Regions from separate parts of the Mus musculus genome. Here region 2 is linked to region 1. A link is a contact called in public HiChIP or PLAC-seq data. All regions are on one chromosome and are shown on one strand. The core of a region is the stretch at or near the end of the contact, and the rest is flanking DNA. Distances in the headings are between cores, read along the strand shown. Region 1 overlaps Epb41l3 (erythrocyte membrane protein band 4.1 like 3). Region 2 overlaps Epb41l3 (erythrocyte membrane protein band 4.1 like 3).

Region 1 (2,700 bases), core at 101-2,600:
CAGGCAGGATAGGAAGAGGGGGATGGAGAGGATTAGACGAAGACCAGGTGCAGAGAGGATAAGAAGCTGCAGACATGAAAGTCTCTTGGGGCATCAATAGTCTGTAGCCTGGGCAGGCAACTGCGGAGGCCAAGGAGGATGGGCCAGTATATTCTCCACCTAGCCTTTGACCAGGAGCTGAGCAAGACCAGACAGGGTGGTCTATTGGCGGCTTGGTGGAACTAGCCACCAGAGATTGAAAGAGCTCGGGCGGGGCTGAGCTCACAAGAAGGAGCAAGTATGGGTGGCTGCTGGAGGAAAACATCAGCAGGCAGCGTGGCAGCGGCCTTTCTTGAAGCATAGCCGGGATGACGCTCTCAGCATTTGTGGGAAAAACCTTAGCTGGCAGGCGGGGCGGTTGCTTGTCCAAGAGCCTAGCTGGAAGTAGCATGGTTTTCTAAAATGACACACAACTCTGTGAAGACTTGGGCATGTAGTTCCTCATGGGAATGAATCATTGTCACTTTGCTGGTAGTCCTTGTGTTTGAGTCTTTATTTCAAAATAAACAAACAAACAAACAAAAAACCATTACAGACTACTTCTCACATCGTATGTTAGAAGGTGGGGTTTCCTTCATGTTATCATCATGAGGCCAGGCAGGGTACAGCTGCACCCGTAATATCCTGATATTCCAAACAACCTTGTGCAATATTTATTTGCTTGGCTACCTTTAAGTTAATGTGTCCTGGGGAAGCCAATGCTTTCAGTATTAAACTATGAAAGATGAATATGTGTCCCCCCTGCTCCCAGATCTCTGGAGCCAACCCTTTTGATAACTGGCCATCAGTCTATTATTAATTACTAGCCATAAGGAGAGTGATTCTGTAAGTGTCTGAGGCCAGCAAAGGCTGGCTAGGGCATGCTATTTTTATTATACATGGACTTTGGCTCCCTGGTGCCCAAGGCAAACAGCTGCCATTTGCTTCGGGCCTTTTGCTAACACTTTCTGAAATTCCTAAGGGGCTTCCCACACTATAATTAGACCCGCCAGCTGCAGCCATGGACACTGCAGGGTGTCTCAGAGAGGTCTCTGCTTTACAGCTCTCCCTACAAAAATCCTCGGTCGGTCGCTGAAATCACACTGCTTGGGATTCAGCCTGGATAGAAAATGTGAATTCTTTAGCCTTTCCCTATGAACCAGTCTGTTCAACAGCAAGGTCCACCTTGACGTGAACCCTGGGTCAGCCCCACGGGAGAGGAACGGAACACGTAAGAAAGGGAAGAAAAATTTCAATAGCATGAGCTCCTGACATGAGCGTGCAGACTCCTGATGTGAGCATGCAGACAGCGCCGGGGCTGTGCACGTTACTGCAATCCTCTAGGGGATTCGAGTAATTCCCCTTCCCAGACATCAGCATCAGAAGTAGCGGAAATGACACAGCAAAAAAATGAACTAAGAGGGGAAGGCCACAATCTCACCCTACTTCCAAATCCTTCCGGTTCACAATAGCAGAGCAAAAAAGAAGAAGCAAGATTTAGGTTTGGGTAGGTCTTTCAAATAAAATGTAGGAAAAGTATTTTTAAAACACAGCTTAGCCACTCACCACTATGGTCTTTCAGCCTGAGTGTCCTAGGAAACAAATGCACAAGGCAGATCTACCCTCTTCCTCCCAAGCCACAGAGGTGCAACTACACCCTGTGGGACTGCAGAAAGCAGCCTGGGCTTCAGTGTCACCTTCCACCTCAGAAGCTACTGTTGCCCTGACCATGAACCTGGGGATAGAGCTCACTGTGGTAGGTTCAACCCCAACACCAACAAAATCAAACAAAACCGAACCCCTGCCTATATTTTAGGAAACCCAGATGCCTAATAGCCAATAACTGATACAAAGTTAGGTGGTAAGATACAGTTATATCATCCCAAGTTCCTGGTCCTGCAGATGTCTGTGGTCTGAGGCTCAGGCTGAAGTGGCTATCCAGGGAAGAGTGCTCCTGAAACCTGCTATGTTTGTCTAGCTCTGCTGTGTTCCTCTCAGGCAGGTGATTCCTGTCCATTACGGGGAACTCACTGAGCTGTGAGGTCCTTAAGCCCCAAAGGACAAGACAAAATCGTGGCTCCATTTATTTTATGGGAAATGTCAAACCTCGGCAAAGAAGTGAGGGTATTTCTGTTAACCTTCTGTGACTATATCAAATGCCCCAAAGGATCGTCTCTGGAGAGAAGAGGTTAATTTGGGCTTGGCTTTGGAGATTCCCATCTGGATTGGGTACAGCTGCTTTGAAGGCTCCATGTAGAGCTCAGATATTATGGCAGAAATGACTGGGGGGCAAATCTGCCCCAGGAGACCGAAAACGAGAAGGGGTTGGGGTCCCACTGTCCTCTGGGTTCACATCTACAAAGACATAAAGACCTCAAATGACCTGGACCCCTTAAAGCAGCGGTTCTCACTGTCACTACGGTTGGGGTCCTTTAATACAGTTCCTTATGATGTGGTGACGCCCATCCATAAATCTGTTTTCATTGCTACAGTTATGAATTGTGATTTAAATATCTAATATGCAACCCCCCCCAGAGGTATTGATACCCACAGGTTGAGAACCGCTGCCCTCAAGTTTCCACCCCACCCCTTACAATGCCAAGCTGGGTACCAAGCCTTGACAGCAGACCTCTCGGGGCAATTGGTAGCATGCAAGTTACAGGAAGGTTGCACTGGGGGCTC
Region 2 (2,700 bases), core at 186-2,685, 75 kb before region 1:
CCTTATGTGATGCACTCGCCTTCTAAGCACGAGACCCTGAGTTTGGAGTACCAGAGCCCACTTAAACCTGGGCAGGGTAGATCCTGTAATACCAGCATATCTATAGAGGGTAGATCCTGTAATACCAGCGTTATCTATAGAGAGACAGTTGAGCCAGGAGAGCCCAGCTAGTCTCGTGAACAACACACAGCAGCGAGGTGAACAATGGACCCTGTCTTAAACACGTGGGAAATGAGGAGGGAGTTCCAAGGTTGTTGTTCTCTGGCCTCCATGTGTAAAGTGACATGCATACACCTACACACACACACATACACACACACACACACACACACTCATATACACACACATACACACATACACACACACACACACACACACACACACACACACACACTTACACACAGAGAGAGATATATGCATGTATATTTTTAAAAAGGAAGGAACATTCAGACGAGTGATTCTCATTACAGGAGCAGAAAGCATCCATGACAGTTACCTCTACAACTTTTTCTTTGCCCTAGTAAAAGTGGCTCCAACAGTTCAAAAATCTGTTAGGAAGAAACCTAAATATTTGCTTCCTACCTGAAAAATGTATGATGCTCCACACACACTTTCCAGAGGCGCTTGGCAGCCCTATGGTTTGGCAACTTGAACCCAATGGTGCTTTCAAATTGCTCAAACTAAAAATAAAACAAACAAACAGTAAAGATTAAGGTGATCTTTGGTATTATAAATAAAAACTCTGCAGATAATAACATACAGACTTAAGAGTCCATCCTAACGCTCTGTTACTTACTGAGTCAGCGATTATGTACAGAATTCACGATAAGGAATCAGTGTTTATTTTTATCTGTTATCTTTCACCTTAAAAATGCTTGACATGTAGGGTAACTGTGTTAGGCATGAGGTGCCTATACAATCATGTGTTTTACAAAATCCAAACTCAAATCAGGGAGACGCATGGATTCCTCCCAGAGACCAGTTCAACCTGATCTCATCCGAGGTGGGTTTTCAACAGCATGAGGGCTTGAACTCAATTAACACAAATGTCGAAGCCGTCCACAGCAGACAGAGAGATGACACCTTCTAACACCCAATGGAAATACATACGCTTTCCCCAAGCTGACACCTTGCTGTTTATGATACTGCCGAGGTCTCCTGTGTGTCCTGCTGTGGGTTAGAGTACCGCCTGTTCACACGACTCCATAGTGACCATCCCAGGCGGGCAAGAGCCCATTTTCCCTATCCCCCATCTTGTTGAGAATCTTCATAGGATGTTCTGTCAGTCATTTAAGCTTTTGAAGATAAATATCTGCTCTTCTGTATCATGTTTTGATATGATTGCAGATGCACCACCCCCTGCTTTCAGTGTCTGTAGGCGTCACAACGCATCAGGCCAGCAGAGGGCATCGACCTTATATGTAAGGGCTTCCTCCAAAGAGCGCAGAACAACCAGCGTGTTGATATTAACAGCAAAAGTTATTTATGTGGCGAGGCACCAAGGTGAGGGAATCAAATACACCGGGCATGGGAGCTAGGATTACTGCTGATCTTTTTCTTGTCTGCGCAGGTAACTGGGGTAATTGGGAAATGCACTGAAAATTGCCTTCCCCAGCTTTGTGTTTGATTCTGTTGTTCCTCGGGGGCGGGGGGGGGGGGGTGTTGGAAAAACGGCTGTTGTCTGGAGGTCCTAGTAAGTACTGTGGCTGTTGACTAAACTCCGTCCTTTAGCACTGCATCTAACGTCTCTAAGAGCAGAACAACCAGGCCAGGGGATGGAGAGAGTCAGCTCACTCTCCATGGAAGATCAGGAGGAATTTTTCTTCTCTTTTTAAAAAATATTCAAAGTGTTTATGGTCACATAATAATTGTACATATTTCTGGAGCATGCTGTAGATGTGTCCATCCGATTAGGGATCGTTTGGGATACTTGTCTCCTGAGTCAGGCTCGTGACTCAATGCTGGGGATATTCTAAATCGTTCCTGCTCGGTGTTTTGAAATGTGAGATTCCGTGTCAACGCTACGCACTGACTGAGCTACAGAACCCTGGAGCTCTTCCCCCCCTTATCCAAGCACAGCTGGATCTGGTAGTCATCTTCTTTCTAACTCAGCTCCCCCATCCAGCCTTTAGACGACCCAACCCTACTCTTCTCTCCAGTTCTAGCTGCTCATTGGTGGGAACAGAGAGGCTCCCTACACTGGTTGGTGTCTGCAGAGCTTGTGTACCATTGGTAATTAACTCAAATACGAGGATAAAGGGTGCACGTTCCTTTATGGCTGCTTCTGACACACCTCAAAGCCTTAGGAAAGAGGAGCCGTCGTCAGTTGCCCCCGAGAGGTCACCCCTCACCCTCATGCACCCGGCAGGAGCTCCTAATGCCTCCGAACTCTTATATGATCATTGAACACTTTTCCCTGATACCCATTCTGCAAGCCCTTTGTGTAGCCCATAACACTGCTAGTGAATCACTTTACACAGAGACTCATGCATGTCACATGGAGCTTAGTCCCTTAACGTCTCTGGTCGTCTGCTCCTCTGTACGCTGCTTCTCAATCTGCCCCTCTCTTGAACAATGAGGTGCACTGTGATGGTTTGAATATGGTTGGACCAGGGAGTGGCACTATTAGGAGGTGTGGCTTTGTTGCACTAGGTGTGTCACTGTGGGTGTGGGCTTTAATACCCTAGTCCTAGCTGTCTG

The links. HiChIP or PLAC-seq counts read pairs in DNA pulled down with a chosen protein or histone mark.
Region 2: a contact with region 1 is called in an H3K27ac HiChIP or PLAC-seq map of embryonic fibroblasts, with 18 read pairs. The contact joins two enhancer-like sites. A contact is called at or near these places in 3 of 484 Hi-C or Micro-C datasets (muscle stem cells and nephron progenitors), 2 of 115 datasets of contacts at active chromatin or transcription factors (embryonic fibroblasts and embryonic stem cells) and 2 of 9 other capture datasets (adipose tissue and pancreatic islet).

Annotation. Positions count from the first base shown.
Region 1 is chr17:69,180,066-69,182,765 of GRCm38.p6, reverse strand. The region is part of intron 1 of Epb41l3 (erythrocyte membrane protein band 4.1 like 3); the gene reads right to left. Among named protein-coding and RNA genes, the nearest start is that of Epb41l3, 22 kb to the right of the region's middle. RefSeq lists an enhancer at 269-2,142. Within about 2 kb of position 1,350, at least 174 of the 459 cell types and tissues checked have an H3K27ac peak or open chromatin away from gene starts, as enhancers often do. A contact at or near this core is called in embryonic fibroblasts, muscle stem cells and pancreatic islet, where this site is marked.
Region 2 is chr17:69,255,351-69,258,050 of GRCm38.p6, reverse strand. It overlaps Epb41l3 (erythrocyte membrane protein band 4.1 like 3), which reads right to left. Exons shown (of 23, transcript NM_001355734.1): 10 at 583-680. Among named protein-coding and RNA genes, the nearest start is that of 2410021H03Rik, 21 kb to the left of the region's middle. Within about 2 kb of position 1,435, at least 45 of the 459 cell types and tissues checked have an H3K27ac peak or open chromatin away from gene starts, as enhancers often do. A contact at or near this core is called in embryonic fibroblasts, muscle stem cells and pancreatic islet, where this site is marked.